Regions from separate parts of the Ovis aries genome. Here region 1 is linked to region 2. Evidence: chromatin contacts called from public Hi-C data. All regions are on one chromosome and are shown on one strand. Each heading gives the region's core, a stretch centred on a gene start, on an enhancer-like site or on the middle of the called end of the contact. The rest is flanking DNA. Distances are from core to core; before and after follow the strand shown. Region 1 holds the start of PCDH18 (protocadherin 18). Region 2 has its middle 78 kb from the start of PCDH18.

Region 1 (6,485 bases), core at 1,912-4,411, 78 kb before region 2:
AGATAGTCCTTTGCTAGCTTCACATTTACTTTTCGACATTACACATAGTACATGCAAGCAGATTCTTTATGAAAAACTTCAGACCAGCATGCTGAGGTGTGTATATTTGCTTTATCTACATAATGTAACGTGCGTCCTATTTAATTTCCATTTTGTTAGTACTGTTACTTAGTAATGGAAACATTTAAGAACTAAGGCATAGACAAACTTCTGACCACTAACAACTGAGTGTGTCAGTGAATAGGTGCAGGGTGTGATCTTACCTCAACAGCAGGGGTGGCATGGGTGAGTTCTAATGAGAAATTCTCTGGCACGTGGTTTGATGAGATGGTCACCAAACTGTTGAGGGACTGGTGACTGTTGTGACTCTGCCGGCTGCCCATTTGCCCTCTTTCTAAGGTGGGAGATGAAGACGGAGATGACCTGTGATGAGATCTGATGGGCAGGGTGCCGTTAACGGTAGGCACCAATGTGATGTCCCCTTTGTGGATCTGCCTGGAGGGTCTTTTAGGGTGATGCTGGTATGTCGATTCTGCTACCCTGCAGTTGTAGGATCTAGTGTCTTTTTTTTCTCGGTTACACCTAGTTGCAAACAGCACCATAATAACCAACAACACTGCACAAATTGCTCCTAAGGAAATGATTATAATCATGGAGACATCCAAGGGTGCCTGGCTTACTGAGGTCATTGCTGTACTTGTCACCGACTCTGCATATTCAAAGATCACACACTTCAGAAGGACTTTGGTATGCAGCTGAGGATTGCCTTTGTCCTGGATGACAACTGAGAGCTCCCATTCTGTGTAGGGAACAGATTCCATGCTTACGTTGGTATGGATGTCACATGATCGTGGATCAATTACAAAGATATTCTCCTCATTACCTGCTACTATGGAGCAGCTGAGTTCTGCATTCACACCAGAGTCTCTGTCAATTGCCCTAATTCTTGTGACATGAAAGCCGCTTTCAGCCCCTTTGGGGATGGAGATTTCTGCCGTGTTATTGCGCAGTGCAGGCCCTATAACCACAGGGACATTGTCATTTTCATCAATGATGGTGAGCACAACAGTGGTATTGCTTACAAGTTGCTTTGGACTTCCACCATCTCTTGCTTCGACCACAAAAGTGATCTGACTCACCTCCTCATGGTCAAATATTCTGAGGGCATAGATGGCTCCATTAGATGGGTCAATGGTTACATATGTAGTTATGGAACTTCCCAGGATAAAACTCTCCAAAATGGTATACGTCACTTGCCCATTTTCTCCAAGATCAGGATCTGTGGCTGTAACGGTGGTGATATACGCCCCGGGTGAGTTATTCTCTGAGATTGCAAATTCATATCGACTTCTCTGGAAGTGGGGTGGATTGTCATTTATATCATTGATTTGAACAGTAAAATGTTTTACTGTAGAGAGACTGGGTGTCCCCTTGTCCTCAGCAATTACAGTCAAACTGTATTCAGATCTCTTTTCTCTATCCAGCGTGGCATTCGTCAAGATTAAATAATTGTTTTCATAAGTCTTCTGAAGTTTAAAGTGACCATGTCCATGAAGCTTACAAACTATTTCTCCATTCAGCCCAGAATCCTTGTCCTGAACCCTGACCAAGGCAACAAATGTGTCAATAGGATCCCCTTCAAAAATATAAGAAATTTCTTCTTTTCCAGGGGACATGAGGTTTATGCTAATTTCAGGTTTATTGTCATTAACATCCACAACCTTAATTATAATTTTGCAATGTGCTGGGATTGAATTTGGACCCAAATCTTGAGCCTGAACATCAATCTCATAGGATTTGGTGATTTCATAATCCACCTGCTTGAAAAGAGTCAAATGTCCTCTTTCTGAATCAATCTTAAAAGTCTCTATAATTTTGGGAGACACATGACTGCTGAAGGAATAGACAATTTTCCCATTAGCGCCCTCATCTGGATCAGTGGCATTCAGATCAAGGAGCAAAGTGCCAACAGGGGAGTTTTCTAAGAGTTGTATTATATAAGACTGCTGCTCAAAAGCAGGGCTGTTGTCATTAGAGTCTGAAATACTGATTTTTAGTATGGATGAGCCAGACCTCTGAGGCACCCCCATGTCGGAGGCGGTGAGCTGAAGCTCATAGCTTGACTTCAGTTCCCGATCCAGCTCTCTGACCACTATGAGTTCTGCATACTTCGCTCCATCAGTCCTGGTTCGAACCTCGATATTAAAAAAATCATTGGCAGAAAGAGAATACGTATGGAGGGAATTTTCCCCAACATCTGGATCAAATGCACTGTCTAGAGGGATACGGGTCCCCACGGCCGCGCTTTCTGAAATCTCAATAGGTATGAGAGATCTTGAAAACTGGGGCGAATTGTCATTAATATCCAGCACTTCAACTTCAATATGGAAAAGCTGCAGATGCTCAGTGGGCAGAGTGATCACATCAAACTCTATGGAACAGTTCAAGTTTTTCTGGCATAGTTGCTCGCGGTCAATTTTTGATCCTATGCTGATTTCCCCGTTATCCTCGTTGACCACGAGTAGAGGATAATTTCCCCGTTGCATGGCTCGGAAGCGAACAGTAGAAGGATTAGGTAGCTTAACTAACACATCAGCCACATCCTCTGATAGTCTTGCAATTACCGATCCAACCCTCTGCTCCTCATAAATCCTGTATTTCAAATTCTTGCCCAGCACATCCAAGTTGAAAGACACCACCAAGAGTGCAAAAACAAACGTAAAGTGCATTTTAGCATTCATTTGGTACATCGGTCAGTTTATGAGATTCAGCTCACAGAGCAAGTTAAAACAGAAAACCAATCCCCTCAACTTCCTTTGGCAACTTAAAGCTAAGCTATATTTGGTACCGGAAACTTGAAAGCGTCTCTTAATAACACAGCACAGCAATTAACAGCTCGCAAACTTTTGCTTTATACACACCGTGTCACGCCTTCCAGATATTACCGGCATGGAGTCCAGCCCTTGCATTTGTTTGGCCGTTCGTCCTCTTGGCAGGAAAAGAAGTGTCACCTCCGCGTTTTCCCCCTTGTGTAGTCGGAATCCATCTATTGCAGGGTGCCGGCAGAGTCCGCAATGGATCTTTCCCGAGTGATTCTCTCTCCCTTTCTCTGCTCGGCTGCAGACTAAACGCCCGTGATTGCTGACTCCAGTCTAAAATCTGTACAACTTCACTTCAACTCAGACAAAGCTCTCTGGCCCGGCGTGTGTTGAATCGCTTCCAGCCAATCAGCGTCCTTCCAAATCAAAAGCTGATGGAGTCCCCAAAGCGAGGGCTGGGCAGACTGACGAGGAGGGTGGGAGAAGGAGAGAGACGGGGAGGGCTGGGGGGCGGGGGCTGGGGGCGCGGGAGAGAGCGAGCCTGGGAGAGCAGGGCCGGTGGGGGCTGGGGGAGCAGGATGCGGGAGGCTCCGTGACTGCTCCTGCCTTCCTCCACCCTCTCCCTTCCTCCTCGGCATCTACTGCATTCACTTTCTCTGAGCGTGCCACGACAAAGGAGAGACAAATTACAGAAGAAAAACTTTAAATCAACTTCTGGTCGCCTTTATTTATTTGGTATTTTAAATTGCCCTGGTTTTCTTAATTGCCCTTTCTTCTTCCGCAAACATGTAATCATCTTGCTTTTCATAGTCCTTAAGTACTGGTTTAACTTAAAATACCTCTAAGTGCATTTTTTTGGTGGAGGAATTTAATAAAATTTGAAAACTTGCTTCTAATTAGGCTTGTTTGCCCGCCTCCTTCCCCTCCCCCTCTGTAAATACTTGGGTCTTTCTCCTTTTGTGAGCACAAGCAGATTTTCTTGTGCTCTGTTTTAAAGAACAGAACTAGTAAAGAGGTTTCATTTTCTGTTTTTCTTTCATCTTTATTCTTTGAAGATAAGAAAAAGGCTATTTTCCACTCTTGATTTCTCTTAATTAGCAAGATTTAAAGGAACACCTTAAGATTCGAAACTAATTAACAATATAGTTCTACCTTATAACACTTTTTGCCTGGAGTTTGGCCAAAATTGGCTATGATATTTCTTTGCCCTGTACTTCAAAAAATCCTATTTACCTTTGGTAAAAGACATTTCATGGTTTAGCATGTCAATTTCTACGGAAAAAATACTAGACTATCTATACATGGTGAATCTTCACAATGAATACTGGGGGGACACGGACTCAGAAATTTACAAGTCAAATTTTTATAATATATGTATTATTTATGAAAACACTTTTAGGATTTGTATTTTAAAAACCCAAAGCTTGTTTACATTGAAAAATAAGATGCCTGAGCTGAAAATTGCATTTTGTGTGCATCAAAATGCTAAGGAAATATCATGGGAGTCTTGTGCTCTATCCAGGTCACAGAAACTGATATGGTATTCTTATTTGAAAATATGATTATTTATGATGTTCTTTCTGCTCTGCAATTCCTTTTAAGTTTATCATCATGGCTCTATTCTTAATGCTTTTTTTCATACCTCTTGCATTATTCCTCAGCTGTCTTCATCCACTTGCATATTTGCTGTTTCACATAATCTCACTGTCACTTTTTTCCCATTTATTTTCTCCCACTCTCTCTTTTGCCCCCTAGAAACATATAAAAAAAGTAATTTTCTGATTTTTCCACTTTGCTTACTCTCAGCAGAGCTCAGCTAAAGTAACTAAGAAGATTCTTTCCAAAAAAGAAAGCAGAGGAGTCTCAGCGTGAATTCTCCTTCTTTTTAGGCATTCAAAAGCATTTTATAAGCCATTGTCTTTTTCTCCCCCCTCCAGAAACTAGTGCTGTGTGGCAAATTGTGCAGAATAGAAATGCCTATAATGAATGTATTTAGTACTGGGTCACGCTGATGAACATTCTGCCCCCATGAATAATACTGTTTTACAAGTTTGTAGCCCTTTCAAATTGCTGATCCCAAACCCTATAGCAAAACTAGGAAACCTACCACAACCAACTGGGACTTTAGAAACCCATAGCCATCTGTCCTAGATCTCTAACAATCTGAGCCAATAATTATATCAATTCAGGCTTTAGTGAACCCCTTTGCAGACACCAAAAGAGCAAAGAAAAGAATTAGTGACTATTCAAAGTTGGGGTGAAAATTCAAAGGTAATCTAATTCTATTAGTTCTAGGAGAGTTTTCTTTTTGGATTTGGTAAGTCTACTTCCCAATACCCCAAGAGCAATGATTTTGATTATCTTAATGTAAAAGACATTTTTCCTATGCTTGAAAAGTAAAAATATCTTAAAAATCTTTCACTTATTTCTGACAGTGAGCTTGAACAGAATTAACTGTTGTGAAAAAAGCTTCAGAAGTAACTTACTGAAATACTTGAAATTGATTAGAAATTAATATAAACTCATAAGAAATGCGTTTCCATGAGTAAATCATTAAAGAACGTTGAATCCTTTCATGCAGGAGGGCTTTTTTCTCTTGTTGTATCATCCTTACCAAATACTGCTTCATTTTCAGCTGGATAGTCTCTCCCTGAGAAATTATATATATACCTACATGATAGTATTTTGCTTTTGATTTCTCCTTAGTGTATATTACTCTGTTTTTTCAAACTTGTTTTCAAAAAGTACAAAATAGAAACTAAATCTTTCCTTCGAACTTTTGATGAGTTCCAGGAATTCAAAATGTCCTTATTTGGTAGCCCTGAATAGAAAATCCAAAAAAAAAAAAAAAGTCTGTCCCTCATATCCCTTGCTGTTTATGAAAGGGTTTGTGTCAGGGGAAGAAAACTGATAAACTTCTGTTAGTTGTTATCTAATGATGATTGGATTTAATTTTCTTCTTGAATTTTACAAAGTCATGAAAAAGTGATAGACCCTGAAACAACTTCTTAGATATCCTAGTGATGAAGCAGTGATAGAATGTTCCTTAGTGTCCAAACTCGTGTGACATGGAGGCCTTTGTTGACAAGAAAGAAGAGGGCTTCTTCTCTTGAGGACTGTGGCACTCTAAGTGATGATAGCTACTCCAGTTCCTGGAGGAGAATCTCAGCTACTTCCATCCTCTTGTGCATATTTTATTCACAAGTATCCTTTTACCTCATCAGCCTAAGTTGGCCGAAAATTGCTAGACCTAGAGAAAAGATACCAGCTGACATAGGGTATATATCCAGTCACTTCTACCATGTCACTTCTTGTGATAACTTTTGGCTCTTCTGTCCATGGGATTCTCCAGACAAGAATACTGGAGTGGATAGCCATTTCCTCCTCTAAATCTTCCTGACCCAGGGATCAAACCAGGGTCTCCTGCATTGCAGGAAGATTCTTTATTGTCTGAGCCACCAGGGAAGCCCAGCAAAAACAAAGCTTTATAATTCTGAATCTTTAATGGTTTCTTTCCTACTGAAGGTACTTCCCTTGTGGCTCAGTGGGTAAAGAGTCTGCCTGCAGTGCGGGAGAGCCATGTTCAACCCCTGGCTTGGAAAGATCCCAAGAGAAGGAAATGGCAAACCACTCTAGTATTCTTGCCTGGAGGATTCCATGGACAGA
Region 2 (6,795 bases), core at 1,666-4,165:
TAGACTGCAGCATGCCAGGCCTCCATGTCTTTAACTATCTCCCAGAGTTTGCTCAAATTTATGTCCATTGAGTTGGTGATGCTATCTAACCATCTCATCCTCTGCCACCTTCTTCTTTTGCCTTCAATCTTTCCCAACATCAGGGTCTTTTCCAATGAGTCAGCTCTTTGCATCAGGTTGCTGAAGTATTGAAGCTTCAGCTTCAGCATTAGACTTTCCAATGACTATTCAGGACTGATTTCCTTTAGGATTGACTGGTTTGATGTCCTTGGAGTCCAAAGGACTCTCAAGAATATTCTGCAGCATCACAGTTCAAAAGCATCAGTTCTTTGACACTTAGCCTTCCTTATGGTCCAACTCTCAAATCTGTACATGACTACTGGAAAAACCATAGCTTGGACTAGATGGACCTTTGTCAGCAAAGTAATGTCTCTGCTTTTTAGTATGCTGTCTAAGTTGGTCATAGCTAATCTTCCAAGGAGCAAGTGTCTTTTAATTTCTTGGCTACAGTCACCATCTGCAGTGATCTTGGACCCCAAGAAAAATAAAGTCACTATTTCCATTGTTTCCCCATCTATTTGCCATGAAGTGATGAGAGACTGGATGCCATGATCTTCATTTCTGGCCAACTTTTTAACACTCCTCTTCCACCTTCATCAAGAGGCTCTTTAGTTCCTCTTCATAAGGGTGGTGTCATCTGCATATCTGAGGTTATTGATATTTCTACTGACTATACTGATTCCAGCTTGTGATTCATCCAGTCCAGGATTTCACATAATGTACTCTGCATGTAACTTAAGTAAGCAGGGTGACAATATACAGCCTTGACGTACTCCTTTCCCAATTTGCAACCAGTCTGTTGTCGTTCCACGTCTGGTTCTAACTGTTGCTTCTTGGTCTGCATACAGCTTTTGCAGGAAACAGGTAAGGTGGCCTGGTATTCCTATCTATTTAAGAATGTTCCACAGTTTTTTGGTGATCTACACCATCAAAAGCTTTAACGTAGTCAATGAAGCAGAAGTAGATGTTTTTCTGGAATTCCCTTGTTTTTTTCTATGATTCAGCGGATATTGTCAATTGATCTTTGGCTCCTCTGCTTTTTCTAAATCCAGCTTGTAGATCTGGAATTTCTCTGTTCACGTACTGTTGAGGCCTAGCTTGGAGAATTTTAAGCATTACTTTTCCAGCATGTGAAAAGAGTGCAATTGTGTGGTAGTTTGAACATTTTTTGGCATTACCTTTCTTTTGATTGGAATGAAAACTGACCTTTTCCAGTCCTGTGGCTGCTGCTGAGTTTTCCAAATTTGCTGGCATGTTGACTTCAGGACTTTAACAGCGTCATCTTTCAGGATGTGAATTAGCTCAGCTGGAATTCCATCACCTCCACTAGCTTTGCTCATAGTGATGGTTTCTAAGGCCCACTTGACTTCGCACTCCAGGATGTCTGGCTCTATGTGAGTGATCATACCATTGTGGTTATCCGGGTCATGAAGATCTTTTTTGTACAGTTCTTCTGTGTATTCTTGCCACCTCTTCTTAATATCTTCTGCTTCTGTTAGGTCCATACTGTTTCTATCCTTTATACACATTCTGAAATTATTCTGTTCTCCTCCTCTGTATTTATGTTGTTGTTGTTTAGTTGCTCAGTAGTGTCTGACTCTTTTGCGACCCATGGACTATAGCTTGCCAGGCTTCTCTGTTCATGGGATTTCCCAGGCAAGAATACTGGAGTGGGTTGACATTGCTTTCTCTAGAGAATCTTCCCAAGCCAAGGATCAAACTTGTTCTCCTTCACTGGCAGGGGATGCTTTACCATGAGCCACCTGGGAAGCCCGCTCTGTATTTATGATTAATGTTAAATGAAATGGTCCTTCAGCTTCCTGTTTTACCTAAAAATGTACCTTCATTGTCACTCACTTTCTTTTTTTTTTATTTTCCATCTCTGTGAATCAACAGCACACCCTCCACCCAGGCTCTTAATTGCATCTTCTTTGTATTCTAAATTGCAACTAGGAATCATGATGGGTTAAATAGGACCCTAATCTAGCAGTAATGCAAGCCTAAGGAAAACCCTCTGTAGTTGCTGTGTGTAGATAATGCATTCAACATCATTCTAGGACTTTCTCTGGGAAATATTAGCCATTTAAAATAGTCCTGTTAATATCATAGTTCTGATTAGAACCAGAGATTAATAGTTATCTAACAGCAAGCACTTTTTTTTAGAATAGGTTGAGTTAAAAAAAAATAAGCAAACAAACCTCTCATTAGCACTACTTTGAGCTGTGTTCCTTTATCTTTTGTCTTTTATAATTAACAAGAGTCTGAAACTAGTAGTTCATATGAAATGTTATACCATTTTACATAAATACATTAATTAGAACATTATTTAAAAAAAACCTCTCATGCTAGAAATATCCATAATTTTCCCCCTACAGTTAGAAAAATTGAAATTGAGATAGGGATTTCCTTATACTACAATGGAAAAAGGTGGGGAGGAGAATGTGCCCCCAGATAAATTAAACTTGTATCTTGTCATTTAATGTTCATCTCAGTGAAGCATATTTGTTGATAATATTTTCAAATGCAACAAATATTATGAAATGACACAGACATGTCAACATTAAGGTAAGAGAATTTTTAAAATGAAAATGTCAGACTCAGATGAGATGGTGACTCAGAAAGCAGAAATTCAAAAACTGACTCATAGTAAAATTTGCCAAGCTGCCTGAGGCACTTCCCCATCTGTATGTGTAACATGTATTCAGCTATTGTAAAGTTTCTCTAACAGTCTTGGGAAGGGCTATGACAGTAACAAGGAAGATTGATAGCAGATTCCATGGGTCTTTGTTAATCACTTTAAAGAACACTGCTTTGTACTCTCTCGTGTTGTGTCTGGAAATATATATGCTCACCACACCATATTGAAAACTTTTATCCTATTACCCATCTGCTGCCAGTAAATGATCAGTTTAAATGCAAAAATGGGTGATAGGGGTGTGAAACTTAAAGAATTGCCAAGAACACCATTTTTCTAGCCCTCGTTCTATGAATCACCTTTTAGGAAATGAAAGAACCTAATGCATACCACATTTTGAAATGTTTCCTTAGGGGATTTAAATCATATTTCATGTAACTTGAGTTAGATGATAATGACAAGCCTGTCTTCAAACATTAGAGATGGTAATTTTGAATATATAGATTTGGCATAGTGAGTATTATTTGTTTTTCATCATAGAATATGTGATGAAACTCATTATTAGAATATGGAGTTTAGGAAAACATGTTTCCTTCCATTTAGCTGGAGGTATTTCTCTTACTAGTTGATCAGTTCCCAAGATCTATAGTCAGGTAAATAAAAAGCCCTTAAGAGTTTCAGCAAGAGGAACAAAAATATAGTGGTGAGACATTTCATTTGTTGGGGAGATAGAATTTATTTCCTCAATTACTTGTGACCATCTGCAGGTTATAAAGAGGAATGTACATTAGCACAATTAACCATCTCTTTTTGCTTTTAATTGTGTTCGTGGATTCATTTCTAAGTATTATAATCAGTTTTTCTTTGGTGTCAGAAGTTAAGGCCAATGCCAAACTTATTTTGGGGAATAAAGAGATTACATAGGTAGTAGATTTTCTTCAGTGCTTCTAGAAGTAATAAATAATAGCAAAATAAAGATACAATTAGTCATACCAATAAGTTGCTCATTAGAAATATTTTGAAAAGACTAGACCATTTCCAAATTGGAAAAAAATATATTCAGTTCTATAGAACAGTTGCAATTTGCTCTCATGGTGGAATGACTAGTTGGGACCAGCAAACAGTATAACACAGTTGTTAAATGTAAGGTATAAATAGGCAGAGTGTCTGGGTCAAATCCTGGCTGTATCACTTAACAATTGTGTGATTTGGGGCAAGTTTCTTTATCTGTATAGCTATAACACTTATACCAGACTCTTAAGATTACTTTAAATGTTAAGCATTAAATTCACGAATCAGCAAAACTTTACTTCCATACATGTACCACCCCACCATTTACAAATTTCTTGAATAAAACTGTACAGCCCTTCAGATGAATCATGAATGAATCCTAAGAATATAATCTACTTTGTAGAATGATAAAATCTCCTTGAAAGAGATCTACAGCTCTGGAGAAGCATAATCTAAGAGAAACAGCCTATGTCAAGAAGGAGAATCAAACTCATTTTCTTTGTAAGGAATGTAGATGTCTGACTGACTACATTATTGGTGAGTGTTTTCCCACATGCAGCTGATTGTCTCAGTTGACAGTACAACCAGGCTTCGTTTCTTGTAACTGGGTTGTGTATACATTCAGAAAATGCAACTTAAGTTAAACTTGAATGAAAGGAAAACACATCAGAAAACATGAGTTGTATGTTAACAAAAGATCAACCAACCTCATACGTAACAAACCAAAGTATTTTAGATAAGGCAGACCATCATTGCTTTCTTTTAGAACAGGAAACAAAAAATTAAGCCTATCACTTTCTAAAGATTTAAAAACAAGAGTTGTTATATCATCAATCAAATATTTCCAAACAGTTGCCTGAGAAGCAATAAAATTTAAGTACAGTCTTCAAGGGATACAGGCTTCCCTAGTGGCTCAGATGATAAAGCGTCTACCTACAATGCGGTAGACCCCGGTTCGATCCCTGGGTCGGGAAGATCCTCTGGAGAAGGAAATGGCAACCCACTCCAGTACTCTTGCCTGGAAAATCCCATGGACCGAGGAGCCTGGTAGGCTGCAGCCTGTGGGGTCGCAAAGAGTTGGACACGACTGAGTGACTTCACTTCACTTCACAGTCTTCAAATAGGCAGTAATTGCTAATCATTACTTTGATGTAGAATCTCAACTACGGTTATAAAGTATTTTTCTTCTTCTTATGGTTATTTAGTGCATTGCCCTCTTAGTAATTATTTTCAGAGTTGAGGAATGCAGCCTTCTCTGTATTTGAAAACAATTTTTGTATGTAGCTTCCCATAGTAGGTTTGCTCTCACAAATTAGATCAGAGAAAATAACAAATATAAGTTTAGGATGTTTGGCCTGGTAGGAGGATTGTCCAGGAAGAGAAAACTTGAATCAGTTTGTTACGGGTTGGAGAAGGCAGATTAGAGACAAGAATAAGTATTGGGATTGTATTGAAATGGTCTAATCAAAATGAGTCAAGAGATGCCTGGTAACTTATTGTTCTGTGTCCTGAAACCTTCCTTCAGTAAGAGAAAATTTGAACAAAATGAGGGGATGGATAGGTGTCAGGGGAGAAAGAGAAAAGAAGATAGAGAAGAGAAGAGGAAAGAGGTAAAATCTAAAGAAAGGAAAAATTGCCAGAGGTGACAAAGAAGGAACTACTACTAAACAGTCCACAATAACCCAAGGATTATCTGATCTGATAAGGACTCTAATCACAAGGGATACAGCTTTTAGGTCCAAAGCAGTACAAGGCATGGACCTGGAAATGAGACCCACACAAAGCCAGTACTCTGGAATGAATGTAATCTCCCTGAATAAAGGACAAGAAAAAAAATGCCCACTGACCCCCAAACAGCAGACTGTTTCTACTCATGGCTTCATGCAGAGAAAATTCTCCTGTAAAAATGAAACCAAAACTTTGTATGGAAATAGGTCTAAAAATGACAGCACAGTTGTAAAAGGGTGCACAAGAATGGTCATGTCTCAGGTCTTAGGTGAGTTTCAGGGATGGCCACCGAATGAGGGTCCCTGGCTTCACTCAGGAAAGAAGTCAGGAGCAGCCATAGAAAAGTGAAAGAAAGAAAGTGTAAGAAAGTGAAGTTGCTCAGTCGTGTCCGACTCTTTGCAACCGTGTGGACTGTAGCCCACCAGGCTCCTCTGTCCATGGGATTCTCCAGGCAAGAACACTGGAGTGGGTTGCCATTTGCTTCTCCAGGGGATCTTCCCGACCCAGGGATCGAACCCAGGTCTCCCGCATTGCGGGCAGACACTTTAACCTCTGAGCCACCAGGGAAGCCCCCATAGAAAAGTGAAAGCAGGTTTATTTAGAAATATACATTTCATAGGCAGAATGTGGACCATCTCACAAGGTAACAGTTGCCCTGGCTTTTGCGGGTGGTTAGTTTTTATGTGCTGGGTAATTTCGTAAGCTAACAAGTGGGAGGAACATTTTAACTATCTTGAATAAAGAGAGGGCGTTTCCAGGAATTGGGCCACTGCCCACATTTTGGACTTTCGTGGGCACTGTCGTGGCGCCTGTGGGTGTGCCACTTAGCATATGTAAATACACTAAAATAAGCACATAATGAGGCTCAAGGTCTAGGGGAAGTGGAATCCTCCACCATTTGGGGCCTATTAGGTTCTAACCAGTTTTTGTTGTATCCTCAATGGCTTTGTGCTTTTTTTTTTTTTTTTTTAAATTAAAGGTTGTGCTCTGCCGCCTTCTCTCTTGTCTCAGTATTGTTGTTGTTGTTTTTCAGTCTCTAAGTCATGTCTGATTGTTTGCAGTCTCATGGACTGCAGTATTCTAAGCTTCCATGTCTTTCACTATCTCCCAGAGGTTGCTCATATTTATGTCAATTGAGTTGGTGATGCTATCTAACCATCTCATCCTCTGCCACCTCCTTCTCCTTTTGTATTCAATCTTTCCCAGCATCAGGGTTTTTTCTAATGAGTCAGCTGTTTCCATCAGGTGGCCAGAGTATTGGGGGCTTCACTTTCAGCTTCAGGATCAGTACTTCTGATGAATATTCAGGGTCAATTTCCTTTAGGATTGACTGGTTTCATCTCCTTGCAGTCCAGCACCAC

Evidence for each region. A called contact is a pair of places that touch in the nucleus more often than the background predicts.
Region 1: a contact with region 2 is called in a Hi-C map of skin fibroblasts, with 2.4 times the contacts expected there. The contact joins the promoter of PCDH18 here to the enhancer-like site in region 2. A contact is called at or near these places in 2 of 16 Hi-C or Micro-C datasets (skin fibroblasts and tail adipose tissue).

What each region holds. Positions count from the first base shown.
Region 1 is chr17:20,354,170-20,360,654 of ARS-UI_Ramb_v3.0, reverse strand. PCDH18 (protocadherin 18) reads right to left here and starts at 3,161. Exons shown (of 5, transcript XM_060400654.1): 1 at 2,922-3,161; 2 at 264-2,666. The coding sequence starts at 2,969.
Region 2 is chr17:20,275,906-20,282,700 of ARS-UI_Ramb_v3.0, reverse strand. No RefSeq gene overlaps it. Among named protein-coding and RNA genes, the nearest start is that of PCDH18, 78 kb to the left of the region's middle. Within about 2 kb of position 2,915, at least 5 of the 54 cell types and tissues checked have an H3K27ac peak or open chromatin away from gene starts, as enhancers often do.